Regions from separate parts of the Mus musculus genome. Here regions 1, 2, 3 and 5 are each linked to region 4. A link is a contact called in public ChIA-PET, HiChIP or PLAC-seq and Micro-C data. All regions are on one chromosome and are shown on one strand. Each heading gives the region's core, a stretch centred on a gene start, on an enhancer-like site or on the middle of the called end of the contact. The rest is flanking DNA. Distances are from core to core; before and after follow the strand shown.

What was found. A called contact is a pair of places that touch in the nucleus more often than the background predicts. ChIA-PET counts read pairs in DNA pulled down with a chosen protein or histone mark. HiChIP or PLAC-seq counts read pairs in DNA pulled down with a chosen protein or histone mark.
Region 1: a contact with region 4 is called in an HNF4G HiChIP or PLAC-seq map of pancreatic cancer cells. The contact joins the promoter of Dipk1a here to the promoter of Gfi1 in region 4. A contact is called at or near these places in 2 of 484 Hi-C or Micro-C datasets (both in embryonic stem cells), 4 of 115 datasets of contacts at active chromatin or transcription factors (embryonic stem cells, large pre-B cells, memory CD8 T cells and 1 more) and 1 of 9 other capture datasets (liver).
Region 2: an RNA polymerase II ChIA-PET map of memory CD8 T cells shows a contact between it and region 4, with 44 read pairs. The contact joins the promoter of Mtf2 here to the promoter of Gfi1 in region 4. A contact is called at or near these places in 1 of 39 promoter capture datasets (neural stem cells), 2 of 115 datasets of contacts at active chromatin or transcription factors (the SCID.adh cell line and memory CD8 T cells) and 1 of 9 other capture datasets (pancreatic islet).
Region 3: a contact with region 4 is called in a Micro-C map of embryonic stem cells, with 2.6 times the contacts expected there. The contact joins the promoter of Ephx4 here to the promoter of Gfi1 in region 4. A contact is called at or near these places in 3 of 484 Hi-C or Micro-C datasets (all in embryonic stem cells) and 1 of 115 datasets of contacts at active chromatin or transcription factors (memory CD8 T cells).
Region 5: an H3K4me3 HiChIP or PLAC-seq map of the SCID.adh cell line shows a contact between it and region 4, with 14 read pairs. The contact joins the promoter of Tmed5 here to the promoter of Gfi1 in region 4. A contact is called at or near these places in 3 of 115 datasets of contacts at active chromatin or transcription factors (the SCID.adh cell line, memory CD8 T cells and pancreatic cancer cells).

The regions. Positions count from the first base shown.
Region 1 is chr5:107,985,565-107,988,821 of GRCm38.p6, reverse strand. Dipk1a (divergent protein kinase domain 1A) reads left to right here and starts at 1,745. Exons shown (of 5, transcript NM_026062.4): 1 at 1,745-1,873. The coding sequence starts at 1,820.
Region 2 is chr5:108,064,215-108,067,378 of GRCm38.p6, reverse strand. It overlaps Mtf2 (metal response element binding transcription factor 2), which reads right to left and starts at 1,705. Exons shown (of 15, transcript NM_013827.3): 1 at 1,414-1,705. The coding sequence starts at 1,418.
Region 3 is chr5:107,402,147-107,405,366 of GRCm38.p6, reverse strand. Ephx4 (epoxide hydrolase 4) reads right to left here and starts at 1,854. Exons shown (of 7, transcript NM_001001804.2): 1 at 1,592-1,854. The coding sequence starts at 1,816. Gm17202 (a long non-coding RNA gene) reads left to right here. Exons shown (of 5, transcript XR_389494.4): 3 at 1-196.
Region 4 is chr5:107,722,904-107,725,918 of GRCm38.p6, reverse strand. Gfi1 (growth factor independent 1 transcription repressor) reads left to right here and starts at 1,576. Exons shown (of 6, transcript NM_010278.2): 1 at 1,576-2,195; 2 at 2,511-2,696. The coding sequence starts at 2,081. RefSeq lists promoters at 1-160, 1,557-1,945.
Region 5 is chr5:108,131,256-108,134,105 of GRCm38.p6, reverse strand. Tmed5 (transmembrane p24 trafficking protein 5) reads left to right here and starts at 1,486. Exons shown (of 4, transcript NM_028876.3): 1 at 1,486-1,870. The coding sequence starts at 1,682. It overlaps Ccdc18 (coiled-coil domain containing 18), which reads right to left and starts at 1,192. Exons shown (of 29, transcript NM_028481.1): 1 at 1,108-1,192.

The sequences.
Region 1 (3,257 bases), core at 496-2,995, 260 kb before region 4:
TTTATTATTTATTGCCTGTCTTCTCATCTCCAAAATGTAATATCCATAAAGTTAGGAATTCTGCCTGCTTTGTCTTTTTGTGTACATAGCAAAAAAATTTGAACAGTGTCTGGATGCTAAGAAAATACTTATTGCAGAGCTGGAGAGATTGCTCCGTGGTTAAGAGGGCTTCTGGCTGTTCCAGAGAACTCGAGTTTGGTTCCCAGCACCCAAGTTGGGCAGCTTAAAACCAACTGAAATTCCAGCCCCAGGTGTTCTGATGCCCTCTTTTGGCTTTTATAAGCAATCACACAAATATGGCAGACATACACATATAAATAATAAAATCTTAAAAAAAAAAAAAAAAAGGGCTGGTGAGATGGCTCAGCAGGTAAGAGCACCCGACTGCTCTTCCGAAGGTCCGGAGTTCAAATCTGAGCAACCACATGGTGGCTCACAACCATCCGTAACGAGATCTGACTCCCTCTTCTGAAGTGTCTGAAGACAGCTACAGTGTACTTACATATAATAAGTAATAAATAAATCTTTAAAAAAACAAAAAACAAAAAAACAACTAAAGGAAACCGGTAGGATCCGTCCTTTCCTCCTTCTTCCTTCCCTCCCTTTGTCTGTCTTTGTCTTAAGTAGCTCCGGTTGGCCAAGTGCTGGAATTACAGGCATGAGTCACCATGCCCAGCTCATATTTACTTTTACTTTAGAAATTACTGAAGTCATTTAATTAAAAGTGAAAGTCAGTGGCTCATGCACTTCTTTGCGAGTAACAAAATATTATCCAGGTTAAAGACCTGTTTCCAGAAACTGAAAGCACTAGAAACATAAAGTACGGCATAGCAAGGGAAAAAAATGAAGTAGGACCTGCATCTCCCTGCATTGAAGTCACTCAGATCAATAGCTGTACTCCTCCCAGGGTGGCCCCTTCTCCCTTATTTGGCCATCAGTGTCAACAGAAGAAAGCAACGCCTTGAGGTGTATAGCCTTAACTGAGCTGCTCTGCTATATCCTAGAAGGTCTCCTGCCTTCACTGTATTTATCCGGCATTTATTTATTTAATTATGTATTTAACGTGTGAATCATGATTCTGTGGTAGAGGCAAGAAAACTCTGAGGCTGTTTTGCAAACAATGCAAACTTCAAAAAGTCGAAATGGTAAAAAAGAAAGAAAAAGAAATAAAAGAAAAAAATTGCATTAAATTTAAGGTACGCAAAGAGGCGAAGTGTCTGGAAGGCCACGCAGAACTGAGCGGGAAGGAGTCCCTTCCTCCCCTAGATAGCGGTGGTCGCGTCTCCGGAGAGCCTCCTTTCCCTGGAGAGGATCTATGAGTTAGTTGGTCGCCTAGGATGCAGCTCTAAGCATCCACAGAATTTCCGTGCAATCCGCTCGCACAGGTCCAGAGCGCGGACGGCGGGACTCCGCGCGTGAAGCCGCAAGCCTCACAGTGAAGTGGGCGCTCCACGGAGCCCACGTTTTGCGCACCCCCGTGCTGCTCGCACCCGCCTCGGCCGTACCCCTCCCCCGTCCGCGCCTCCCCTTTAAGCACGGAGGCGCAGGCGGATTTGTGTCGGCGGACGCGAGGCTCGACTCCCCTTTATGGCGGAGCCCCGCGCCCGCGCCTTGACGACCGCCGCGGCTGGCGGTGGGGGTGGGGTTCTGCGCGCGGAGCCGGCCTCCGCTACCCGCCGCCCTCGCCGCAGCGCGGCCCCGGGGAGCGCGCGCCGGGGGCGGGCCGTGGGCGGGCCGGCGGGGCAGGGGCGGGGAGGCCGGCGGGCGGCCGCGCTCGGGTCCGCCTCCGACTGCGGCGCGGCGGGGCGATGTGAGTGCCATGGCGAGGAGTCTCTGCGCGGGGGCCTGGCTGAGGAAACCCCATTACCTCCAGGTAGGCCGGCCGCGGCCCCGCCACGCGCCCTCCGCTCCGCGCCACGCGGGACTCAGCGCCCCGTCCTCCCTCCGTGCGCGCCCCGCCGCCTCCTGCGGACCGGCACCTGGCGGCGCGCCCTCCCAGCCCTGGTCCCGCTCCTCGGGCGCCGCCCCAGCCCTGAGCCCCTCTGAGTCCCGGCCCCGGACGCGCCGCGGTCCCTCCTCTGCGTGCTCTCCCGCTTTCCCCAAGGGCCCCCCCTCGACCTGCCATTCCTGACTCTGTGTCTGGGGTAGGAAAGGGTGGTGTGTCATTCCTCCATGCTCCACAGAATCGTGACCGATTGTCATACCAGTGGTTCCCCAAGTCCCAGCCAGTAGCTGTGCCTCGTGCAGATCCCCTGGGTTTGGTGTTCTCATCACATCTCTGGTTTAAATGGGAGGGAGGAGTAGGCAAGCTCGATCGAGGCGATGCTTTTGCAAAAAGGGGATGGTGACCGTTGTACGGCTCTTCACTCAGCCCGCCAGCAGTGCGAACGCAATTCACAGTCACGTCGTGTGTACTGTTGCCGTGTTAATTTTTCATGATTTTCTGTTCCGCTGTCAGTAGGCTTTAGAACCCTCCTGCTGCTTTGGTGCACTGTTTGGTCACCAGGGGGACCTAGTAGACGTCGTGAGTAGCTGAGCACAAATCCATAGCTCGGATGGAAAAACAACTACAAATCAATGCCTCACACATTGGCAGTATTGTTATATGTCTCTAGAGGACACTGCTTACATTAAAAGGCCTGACGACATGGGACGTGTATTTAGGTCAGTTGTTGGTGTGCTTCTTATGAGTATGGAAAAAAAAGAAAAAGTTGAGGAGAAACCGTTACTGTCCAAATAAATCTTATATTTTAATTTGAAATTTGCAAGTGTAAGTCATTACATCGAAACGAGAGAAACCCAGATTGAGAGACTGACTTGACAACTCATGGTTTTAAGGGTGTAAAACTGAATGTTTGTAGCAGCGCCACCAGAAATAGTTGTGCCTTGAGTACCAGTATTAGAACCTAGTCTAGCATTCCACCCCTCCAGGTTAAAGTATTTGGGCATGTTTAAAATCTTTGAACTTAAACTACTTAGCTTTCTATTATTAATTTTTGGAGTTGGTAGAGCTTTAGGCTTTAGTTTTGGCTTTAAATGTTTTCCACAGATGTGAATGCAATCTTTGGCGCTATAACTGTACAAAGGTTTTCTGATGTGGTTAAGGTTAGAAATTAAGAGTTCTGGATTCAATCCCCGACACCACGCAAACAAAATTAGTTTTACAAATAGTTATGCTTACATTAATGACAAACACTTAGTGTGTTTCTTACTTTTCTGAATTTGCATCGTTATCAATGATGAAATTAGGGTAAGCT
Region 2 (3,164 bases), core at 456-2,955, 340 kb before region 4:
AACAAAAAACAAAAATCCTCCACTTAAAGCATTGTCCAGGGGGCTGGAGAGATGGCTCAGTGGTTAAGAGTGCCGATTGCTCTTCCAGAGGTCCTGAGTTCAATTCCCAGCAACCACATGGTGGCTCACAACCATCTGTAATGGGATCTGATGCCCTCTTCTGATGTGTCTGAAGACAGCAATAGTGTGCTTATATACATTAAATAAAAAAATAAACATTTAAAGTATTATCCAGCATCCTAAAAAGAATCAGTTTTTTTACCCACAATTCTCTCCCAAAAAAGAAATTCCCAAAAGAAAAATTAAAACATAAAGGCTGAAAACAGTCTGCAGAAGTTCCTATGAAGATTACATGGAATCTATTTGAAGGAGAAAGTACTTGCTGCTAGAGAAAACGGAGTCAACCAACCACTAACATATTTCTAGCTCTACTTTGATCTCATGAGGTACTTTTCTATGTCAATTACAGGCTTGTCTGGGTTTTCAAATTCTAACTACTGTTGCATGGTAATATCTTCAACCAAAGTTAAAGGTTTTAAAGAATAAAACAGCATTCCATACCCCTTTTCCTATTGTTCACAATCTCTCGTACCACTCAATAAATCCATCTCTGCCAAAGAAAAAATTAACCACCAAGGACTGCAGATTGTAAATCACAGTTAAGAGTTCTGGCACTATGGAAATGTGTTAAGAAATCCTGGAAAATTTTGGTTAAACCCCTTAGTGCCGTAAGTAACTAAGTTGTAATGATGAATACAAATTATCAGGGCAAGAAATTTTAATTGAACGGAAGAAATGCCTCCAAATAAAAGCTATCTCTTCCCCGTATCAATTCACCTATCACTTCTTCTCTTTAAGCTTCCAGGGCTTGCTTTCCAGGGTATTTTCCTCATCCTCGTACGCTAGCTATCTAGCCCACCACTAGATTCCCCTACCACAATTCCACACAATTCCAGCACCCTCTGGTTCCAAACTGCTACTTTCCTTAGCACCCCTTAAAGTGCCAGTCAGCCCCTCTACTAGGCTCCCCGCATTCTGACGGCTCCTCCCCTCGGTTCCCCACCCCCTCATCACCAGGTTCATCCTGCCCCTCCAACCGTCTCCCGCCCCCAGGTTCCTTCCTGCCCTCCAAACACAGCTTCCCTGTCTCAACGTTTTATCTAATTCCACCAACTGACTCCCGAGCGGGGCGCCCCGCTCCTTCCCCCAGTCCCTATTTTTACCAACATCTCACTGACTACCCCTCCCGATCCATTCTTTCAACATATGCATCAATGCAAAAACACCCCCACACAGGACTCCCTTGCCCAAAGCGGAGCCTCCATCTTTCCCCTTTCTTTTGCTTCCTTTCTTTCGTCTCTCCTCATCCCAACCTCCTCCCAAAGAGTCGGTTCCCAGGCCAAGGTCTCTCACCTCATTCGGTCACTTAAGTGGTGCCAACCGCTTCATACAGGAAAATAGAAGCAATCTCGTTCCCGTGGGCGCTCCCCCGCGAGTCCGGGCACTCCCTGGGCACCCGCCCCAGCGGGAGCCCTGCGCACACGCACACACACACCGAGTTCCTTGGGGACGAGGGTTAGGAAGGAGAATGTGCGTGCTCACACCGGCCTCAAACACAGACCACTTCGCAACAGCCCTTCGCCATTTTGGTTTCCCGCGGACTAGCGGTGCATTCTGGGAGCGCGGAGCTACTCCGGGGCCGAATGGCAGCTCTCCAGAGCCGCAGAGGGGCGGGGCCTGCGCGGCGAGCGCGGAGGAACACCGCGCCCTGCGTCCCGGACCAGCGCTGAACAAAGAGGGACTCTTTAACGTCGCGGTGGAATTAAGTCCTCTTGCTGCCGGTGCAGACACAATAGTGAGCGCAGCGCTTCCCGACGCTGATGCTTGCCTTACTAGGTCTTTTAAAAAGAGAGATCGTGTCCAGTCTTTCGTGCGGTCTTTTTTAATGCCCTCAGAAATAGGATATTGCTCAGTACATCTTGATGGGGTGATTTCCTTTCTGAAGAAAGGAAATTATTAACTGGAAAAAATACTTTTCTTTTACCTTCACCTAGAGGCCTGCTGTTATAATCCCCTTAAGTGGGGAGGAGACCCTGGATGGCAAATTTCGTTCAATGAATACTATCCAAATCCAAACTTATCTGGAATCTGTAATGGGAGATTTTCACTTTTTTTTCCTCTGACGATGAACGAGATTTTTTTTTCCCTGTTTACCTGCTTTGTGACCTTTCCTAATTGTAGTGAAATTTGAGCATACCCTCCTGCAAAGCAGTTGATTGAAGGAACACACAACTTTCATACTATTGCAGGCTTTTATATGAGGCCCAGCTGATAAATGGAATGCATGCTTATATCTTTGACTTATATTTGAATGCAACCCAGCACTTATAGAAACACCTGTAATACGTTTCTATTTTGTGAAAATATTTTCAGAGTCATATACTTTTTATCACAGATTATGTCACAGAGGCAGTACTGAATTTTCTCTCTGAAGAAATACCTCTTATGATCTAAATTCCTTTCACTCATATTTCAAGAGTTCCCTTTAAGCTGGGCGGTGGTGGCGCACGCCTTTGATCCTAGCACTTGAGAGGCAGAGGCAGGCAGATTTCTGAATTCAAGGCCAGCCTGGTCTACAGAGTGAGTTCCAGGACAGCCAGGGCTATACAGAGAAACCCTGTCTCGAAAAACAAAACAAAACAAAACAAAAAAGAGTTCCCTTTACCTAGGTTCTGAAAAATCTGGCAAATAGGCATATTCATATTATACTACATTTTTTTTTCTTTTTTGAAGACAGAGTCTATCTATTATATAGCTCTGGTTGTCCTGGAACTCATTGTGTAGACCAGGCTTGCCTCAAGCTCACAGAGATCTTCCTGTCTCTGCCTCCTCAGTACTGGGATTAAAAGGCCTGAGCCACCATGGCTAGCTTTGTATTATACAGTATATTTTATTCAGTACATTATATCAATCTGTGTCTCTCCCTCTTTCTCTCTCTCTCTGTCTCTCTCTCTCTCTCATGTGTCTCTGTATCTGACTCTCTCACACACACACTGTCTCTCTCTGTCTCTCACACACACACACTCTCTCTGTCTCTCTCACACACACACACTCTCTCTGTCTCTGTCTCTCTCTCTCTCTCACACACACACACACACTCTCTC
Region 3 (3,220 bases), core at 605-3,104, 320 kb after region 4:
GGGGAAGACAGCACAAGTCAAAGCTGGCCATGGACTCTGTCTCTGGCGTGTCATTGCCCTTGATTCCACCACCTTACTAAGAAAACAAGGCCCAAGGGCTGAGGTTGCAGAGCAGTGGCAGAGCATTTGCCTTTCAAGCATGAGACCCGAGCTTCAGTCCCCAGCACTGCCGTCCCTTCCCCTAAATGAGGTCCAAGTAAGTCACATAAGTCATGAAGGTCATGGGAGTCATGAGCGGGCTAAGGATGTAGCTCAGTGGCAGAGCACTCGCCTGGCATGACCAATGTGTCCCCCGGCGTCACTAAATAAACAAGTTAAGAGGAATGAAGTATACAGGTGACTAGAGTCACCACTATTTCTTCCTTCTGCTTTTGAGGGGAAAAGAGAGTAATTCTGAGGAATCCAGGAAGAGTCATAAGCTGTGTTTCATCCTTAAGTTGGACAGAATTAACAAATGTGACTTGGCTGTTATCTTTTAAAAATTATTTTAGTGGTGGTGAGTCTTGGAAGAATAAAATGCCAGGGCCACCAGATTGGATTTAATAAAGATTTTATCGCACTGGGTATATGCCAGGTTGATAATTATAATGATGAATTATAAATTATACTAAGTTATAGGTCCGTTGGCCTATGTTTTCTTCTCTTTTTCTTTGTGGTTCTCTTCCTCCTCCTCCTCCTCCTCCTCCTCTCCTTCTTCTCGAAACATGAACATACTTAATTCTCACATCAGTTTCAGGCTCCTTTTGCCTTTCTGAATCCCAGTTGCTGGGGAGTTTAGCTGCTGATTAAACGTCAGGCAGGACTCAGTAACACAAATATCTCCTTGTATGTTGCCTTTGAAAGGCTTGTGAGTCAGACTGTAGGTCGTATCACAGAGACTGTATCACTCCACCACCTGGCATCAGGAAATAGACCGTCTGTGGGCTGTGACAGAAGCTTGGACGAGGACGGACAATGAAAATCTGTTGGCACGGTTGACACTTTTATTTAAGCACAGAGAATGGAGCTTTATTAAGAAGTGGGTACCTACTTTGTATTCCATTCTCTCCTATTTTTGACTTTTTGCACCTACTTCCTTCCTCACAAACACAAACCATTTCTTATCCTTTAGTGCTGCCTAGGTCATCTGAGATTAGAAATGACTTTCCAAAGAACTGTCCACTCCCTCCATCTCAAAATCTGGACAGCAGGGCACCGCCAGGAGCATTATCCTGCAACTGATCTGAGCCCTAAAAGGCAAAAAAGGTAACAGGAGATAGCTTCTCCTTGCAGTAGGAGAGGGAGCAGAATTATTCTGAGTTGCTTCAGCAGGAGGAGGATCCAGTTAGAGAAATTTCACGTTCTGAAACACGCACCTCCCCCCCTCCACACACACACATAGGTTAAGGAGAGAGTGGAAAGCCATGATACTGACCCGCGGAACAGCCCCTGGCCAGGTCCCTCCTGCCTCCCCCTGGGGTCCTCCGGGTGCCCGCAGCCATCGGGACGCATCTAGGAACAATCGGCCCGGCGCCCTAGGCACCGCGGCTTCCAGGGCTCCCCACCCGCGTCCCTCTCCCTCCCCTGTCTCCAGGCCCGCGTCGGCCTTCACCTTGATGCGCACGTAGCAGTGAGTCCCTAAGGAGGGGTCGTTCAGGCACGCCGGAGGGTTGGCCCGGGCCGCCCGGCGGAAGGTCTGCGCCGGCGCCCTACCGATGCTCCACAAAAGTTTGAGCAGGTGGACGGAGGCGCACAGCCCGCAGTAGCCGTACACCAGGGACCAGTAGAGCAGGGCGCGCAGCGCGGGCAGCAGGCGGGGCGGGCGCGGCGGGGCCATGGGCGCCTGCGGGAGCCGAGCTGCGGCGTCCCTCCCGCGCCCGCCCGCTCGCCCCGCACACGCCGCGCGCCCGGGCCTCGGGGACCGCGCAGGGCGAGGCCCGGGCTGTCCTCCCGTGCCACGTCGCTAGAGCCGAGCGACATGAAGGCGACGCCGAACGCCATCCCCAGGTCCTGTCGAAGCTCCGGGCTCTGAACAGGTCCCAGCGCCCCGGTCCCAGAAGCCGCAGACCTTTTCCCGGATGTGAGAATCGCGGAGGGCGGGAGGGACTTTTGTACTGAACTGTGGTAATTATTTCTTCAGGTGGGCATCCCTAACACAATCTCTTACAGATATTAACTGTTTCTTAACTGAGTTCAAAGTTACCAAACACCCCAGCCAGAAAAAGCAAAAAGGCACTTTACACCAAGGCACAAGCAATCAATTAGCTTGTCCCTACCCTTAGCAAGGACTCCTCCCTCCTCCCTCTCTTCTTAATGTTCCCCTCCCCCTCCCTCCTCCCGCCCCCATTGGTGTAACTCTACAATAGTTTATCAGCCCTACCCCCACCCCGCCCCGTTAAGAAACATTCATTCTTCTTAGTCTTCCTTTACGTTCCTGTTTCCCTTCTCTTCCCTGACCTCCCTTGTGTGTGTGTGTGTGTGTGTGTGTGTCCGTCCGTCCGTCCGTCCGTCCTTCTAGAGATGCAGTTACAGGTGACTGTGCACCCCTCACCTCCGGAACTGAACTCAGGTCCTCTGAAAAAGCAGCCAGTACTCTTAACTGGTGAGCCATCTCTACTCATTCCTTCCATCTGAATAGCTTAGGGCTGTTATAAGTGTATCTACATAAAATGTTTCTGTGTGAACGTTTTTTTTTTCCTATTTCACCTAGAAATGAGACAGTGGGATAAGGTGGGTAAGTGTACCTTTGGCTTTCTGCGACAGAATCAAACTGGCTTCCAGAATGACTGCTCGGTGCTAGAGGTGTTGCTTAGAGCCTGGGTCCCATTCTTTAAAGCACTGTGTACTGAACTCTTAATTTCATTTGTTCCAGAGGTGCAGAGTGAACCCTTGATTCTCAATAAGAGGCACTATCTTCCGGAAGGAAGGAGCTGCCTGAGGGCAGAGCATGGGGGAGGGCAGCTGGGGAAGTGAATGTTTTAGAACAAAGTTTAATGACACATATGTCTGAATATGCCACAAAGGCTACCGCGTTATTACTGTTAATTACTGTTAAATAATGAATAAAAAGAATAAAGCCTACATTTATTTCCTAATGGCGAATAGTACCAGGCATCTTCTGTGTGATCACATGTCACTCAGCTATACTTTTCTCGACAAAGTGTCTATACAAATCTTCTGCTTGGTGTTGATCCCTGCCCCACCCCCATGGAAGCAGGGGTGGTGGGCCTGCATTCACTAG
Region 4 (3,015 bases), core at 327-2,826:
GGGGGTGGCCTCGAGGACTGGTAGGAGTACATTGACACTGTGGGGACGTCCCGAGGGCGCAGGCGGGTCCCCACCTGCTGCAGAGCATCGGCTGCTGGGTTCTGGAGCCACCCAAGCGGTGGAGCGAAAGATCTGGAATAGAGGGGCACACAGTTTAGCGGTTAGATAGCAGAGTGGGATCCACGCAGGAAGAAAACATCTGGTGGGCATGTGGCGGCAGCGGGCTTCTGGAGGCCTCCTTCTGAGCGCCTTGCCTTCAGCTCCCGAATTTCCAGCCTCAGATGACCAGGGGAAGCCTGGCGGGCCGCTGTGCCAGGAGCGTGCCGCCCCGCCCCCTGGACGCCAGCTGCAGCACGAGGTTGCCTTCCCACGCGCTGGGCCTCCTTGCCATCCCCTTACCCCTCCTACCCGGAACCCAGCAAAGCCCTCCGAAGCGTAGGTTTGTGGCCTGGGCGAGGACGCCACCTCTGTGTCTACCCTGTCCCGCGTGGTGCTGACGCGCAGACCCAGCGCGGGACCAGACAGCCCTGCTTCCCACGGGTCCCGTTCTTGGCTATCGCAGGACCGAACCTCATCGAGGCCTCCAGAACTCTTGCCCTGTTTTCTTGCTCTTCATGCTTGCTTTAAGAATTGTCCTCTGGTTGGAGCGTCTGGCTGTACAGACAGGGAGTGCGGGAAAATTAAAGCGCCGGAGCCTGGGTTCTGGGAGCCAAACCCGACCAAGGCGTGTGACTATACATTATGACTGGGAATCTGAAGCAGGAGTCCTTGGGCTCCTTTTAAGTGGGTACAACAGGGTGTGTTCTGTACGCGCTCCTGGGGGGGGGTGGCGAAGAGGCTCGGGTTCCTCAGTCTGAACTGCACGAAGCCCAAAGACCCGGGGCGTGCGCCGGCCTGTGCCCCAGTCTTTGAGCCCGCCGCCGCCGTTCAGCCTCTATTGCCTTGGACCTTGGAGGCAGGCGGATTCGTTTCACCCTAGGCCTCCCTAGGGTCGCCCCCGGAGCGGGCCAGGAGCTGGGACGCAGTCTCAGCCCCGCCTCCTGCAGGGCTCAGGTTTCGACCCGAGATTAGGTGAACTGATTGGGGGTTAAAGAGAGCGACGCCAGCTCTCGGTCATGCTCAGGGACCCTGGCCTCCTGGCCAGGCCTTCTGGCCACTGCTCACTCGTGCGCGCTCCGGTTTCATCTTGCTGGCCCGCGAAGTCGTTGGCACTCATTAAATTTGGGCACCGCGTGTTTGCCAGTAAGCACGCAGTTTAAACTCAACTTCCCTAGGACAAGATTTTTGGTGAGCAGATCAGAAAATAATTCTTTCTGGGACTTAGTTTCTGAAGCAAGGCCTACAGGTCTGGAATGTTTCTCAGTGGTCGCCGTCCTGGCCGGTGCCACACCACTATTCCAGTGGGCGTTTCTCCTGGGACAAGTGTTGGTCCTTTGCCACTCCCACCTCACTTTCCTGTGCCTCTGGCTTCCTGACTTCTGCTCCAGCCACTGCAGCACATAGTCCCTAGGCAAACCAGTCCCTAGTACGCCCCTCTTTCGCTTCTGTTCGTCGCGGGGCTCCTGGAGGTTTTGGCTCCAAGCCCCTTCCGGGTCCCAAACACTGATGCCCCCTGACTGGCTAAACTAAGCCACGCATCCCTGGCGTGAGCCACAACCCAGAAGGGAGCAGGTGGGCTTGCAGGGTTGACTTGGGATAACGGACCAGTTGTGGACTACTGCTCTCAGGAGAGTGATGATCTAGCTTTGGTAGGGAAGGGGAGGGGCTGAGGCGTGGGCAGGGCAGAGCAAAGGGACCAGAGCCAGAGCCTGGGGACAGGTTTTACCACTGAGCTGTTGCAGTGGCGGCGGAGGCCGGGATTCGTGCCACCTGTCCGAGTGCCACCTGGTGAGCGTGGCGCCTGGGTCCAGGCCCCTCCTCCCGCGGCTTCCCTCTCTCCTCCCTGGCCCACACTCTTCCTTGGCCTGGGAACCTACCACAACCGCCATCGGTGCTGACCCTCGTTTCCACCCAATTTTCCCCCTTCTCTCAGAACTCAGAGTATCCGAGGGTCCAAACATTCGTCCAGCGGCTGACCACCATGCCGCGCTCATTCCTGGTCAAGAGCAAGAAGGCGCACAGCTATCACCAGCCGCGTTCTCCGGGGCCGGACTACTCCCTGCGCCTGGAGACCGTGCCTGCGCCGGGCAGAGCAGGTGCGAAGCGCGCAGAGGCCGGGTAGGGCAGCTGCCGAGGACACCGACTCTGCTCCAAGCCACCTCGTTTCCTAGGAATCGGGGGAGGCTATCCTAACGCCCCTCGGGTGCTTTTTTGTTTTTGTTTTTGTTTCCCGGTGCTCAGATTTGCTGAGCTTGCCAGAGATGCCCCTGGCGCTCGCAGTCGGCTCTTGAATTCGGGAGGGAGGGCTCCCGGTTGGGTCAGAGTGGACAGAGGAGGACACGGGCGCCACGGTGGAACCACTTCAGTTCGGCCAGGTTTAGGTTTATTTCTCTCCTGAATCTTTTCCGCAGAGGGCGGCGCTGTGAGTGCAGGCGAGTCGAAAATGGAGCCCCGAGAGCGTTTGTCCCCCGACTCTCAGCTTACCGAGGCTCCCGACAGGGCCTCCGCGTCCCCCAACAGCTGCGAAGGCAGCGTTTGTGACCCCTGCTCCGAGTTCGAGGACTTTTGGAGGCCCCCTTCTCCCTCCGTGTCTCCAGGTAAGCCTTGATTCGAGGTCTTGTGGCAGAGTTCTGGAGTCGCAGCACGGAGGGAAGCCCGCACAAGGGATGCAGAGGGTCGGCCTAGGGATCTGGCTCCTAAGGGAACAGGGTTCAGGGGAGGCATCCAGCTTTTGTGCTGGACACCTTGCCCAAAGTGTCCTCTGCCTCCTTCTAAGTCCCTTAGCTCCAGGCTGGCCCTTAATTCGTTTGCCTGGAACTAACAGGCGAGGTCAAACGAACTGGTCCTTCTCTGGCTGGCATTTCTTTTATGTCCAGAATTCATTGTTTAGAAATTGTCAGATCCCAGAATCCAGGA
Region 5 (2,850 bases), core at 237-2,736, 410 kb before region 4:
TAATTACTAAAATAAAAACTAAAAAGTTTTAGAATTTCCACTCCTACTATAGAACTTTCTGCATAATCTTACAATTTCACTTCTCTCTCATATTCCATTTAATTTTTTTTTCACTGTAGCACCTCTTTCATTGCCTTTCTTAAAATTTGGGTTACAGATATTATTAATTCCCACCTATTATGTTCAAGAGTGTAATGCACTTAGGAAAACTCAATTATTTTGAACGGATAAATGAATAAACTGCCTTCTCCCTCCCTCACTCAGGTAAAAACGGTCCTGGTACATTAATTTCCCACGCAAAATTTCTCAGGAGTAGGGTGGATTGGAAAAAAAAACAAAAACAAAAAAACACCTCGCACCTTATTGGAAAAAGTTGAGGCCTAAAATTAAACGAGATATTTTGTAGATGTAAATGTTTCTACCCTTTTCTACCCTGTTTCTGGTTTTCTTTTTAACAAATTTGCTTCTGCATAAGCTGGAAGACTTCCCCAGTCAGTGGCTCAGGAATCCATGCTACTTCACATCTATGCAACATCTCTAGCTTCGTACAGAATAATGGAGGAGAGAAAAGAAGAAACTTGAGACTAGAAAATGCTGATCAGTACTGTAGGACACCATTTAAGTCAGGCTTTTACGTTCAGCAACTTGTGCATTTTCACGTAAGAATTTTCTAGCCGTTCAGAATTGGATACGTCTGGTATTTAAACATCCTCATTTTCCTACGTTTACCTGTAGTATGTGTACGTAGAAAGGCTTATCATCTTACCTATAGGGCGGCCCTGACAACCGTATCTTCAAGTCTAGTGAAAAATGAGTTCTCACACACGCACACTCATCGAGCGAAGGACAAGCACTTTACACTCTATAAAATCCTGTGACAGGACTTTCCGCTTGAGAAAGAGTACATGGTTTTATACAGTATTTTATTTCAAGAAAGAGGTCCTCCATCTGCCTGTAGGGAGTAGAGCAAAGTCTGGCAGCCTCCTTTCCGATTCTGCCTCAAATAAAAGAAAACGCCTCACAAGCAGGCCAGGCGCAGGTCGACTGTCCCAAGAGAAAACAAACCCCTCGGGAAAGCCCTTTTCCAGCCAGGAGGCGTTTGCTCACCACCCAGATCGCAGGCGGGGTTAGCGTCCCCAGACCACGGCGCACCGCGAGCCTCCTCTGCGCTCGGAAGCCTGGGACACTCTCGCAGCCCACGACATGGAAGCCTCTGACTCTCGATGAGGAGAACCAGCGAACCTCCGAGGCGCCGAGTTCGAACCGCCGCGGCAGCCGTTGGGACCCGCCTCCCGGGCCCCGACCCCGCCCACCACGCGGGGCTCTGCGAACGGGAGCGGGGCGCAGGGCATGCCGGGAAATGAGTCTGGAAGCGCGGATGAGCGGCGTGCCGTGGTCACCTCGGACTACATTTCCCGTCGTTACCCCCGCCAACGTTGATTGGCGTGTGTGAGGGAAGCCGAAACCGACAAGTCTGGTGTGAAGGAAGGATGCGAAACCCAGAAGGCAGCCGAAAGGGGACGCTGGCCCCGCCCTCGCCCGGCCCAGTGGAAGGCAGTGCTTCCACCTTCCAAGAGAGTGAGGCTCGCCGCTGCCTGAAGTTCCCTCAGATCGGGATTTCAAATCGGAGACACCAGTATCCCGCACCTCCCTACACGCGTCCAGGCAGAGATCGACAGGGATGGGCGGCAGGATGTGGCTGCCATTCCCCGTGCTGCTCCTGTCCGCTCTGCCCGCAGCGTTGCTGCGCGGGGCGGCCGGCTTCACACCCTCTTTGGACAGTGATTTTACCTTCACGCTGCCGGCCGGCCGGAAGGAGTGTTTCTACCAGCCCATGCCCCTGAAGGCATCGTTGGAGATCGAATACCAAGTAAGTGCGGAAGTGGGCTAGCCTTCCTTGGGCCGGGCCGCACCACATGGTCGCCTCTCACCTACTTGGAAAAGGTGGGACAGCGACCGAGGTGAATCCGAGGAGGGTCTCCTGGGAAACTGGCCTGCTTGGCGCAGGCGTACTTAAGCGGGGCTCCTGGGAGCCTGGAACTCACAAGTTTGGCCAGTCCTAAAATTGACACCTACCCTCTCTCTTCCCTTTCCTCTGGTCGGAAAGAGGCCAGCACTGGTGACGTCAATGGCGTTACTCTTTGTTTCTTAATTCCCCCAAGCCATTTCAAGCTAGTTTACATACCCTACAGTTCTGAGAAGTTCGCTGTAAGGGGTTGATACACGTTCTTCTTTATTATTGGACGAAGTGATAACACTTGTTTGACTCACTCTCACCACTTTCACCAAATCCCGATATTATAAAATCGGCACGATGTTTTGAATTGTGGCTGGGCAGTGGTGGCACACGCCTCTAACCCCAGCATTCCCGTGGCAGAGGCAAGTGGATCTCTGAACAGTCAAGGCTGCATAGTGAAACCCAGTCTTGGGAGTATTGAATTGTGTCCATGCGAAGATCTCTAAGTCAGATTTTGAAATGTGTTGAAATGGACTGTTGCTGTATTTAGTGGTACATTGTCATCCCGGGTGTACATCCATCACTTTGAAATCAAATAAGATAATAGTGTATGACCTTTCTTCCATTGAACTTTGTCAGCTTTCTTCCCGTGTCATTGTTTTCTTTTTAGTATCAGCAGAATACGCTTATTATTAAATCTTTTTTTAATTCTTATGTAAAACTTTTATATGTGGAGCCTTTGGGATTATTTATAGATGTTTACAGTAATTACAGGAAGTATCTAAAGTCATAATATACAAAAATCTCAGCACAACTAAGGTTACAGCTTAATATTTCTTGATTTCCACTTGTGAACAAAAGTTTAGCATTTACTGAACAATTAATGTATGCAA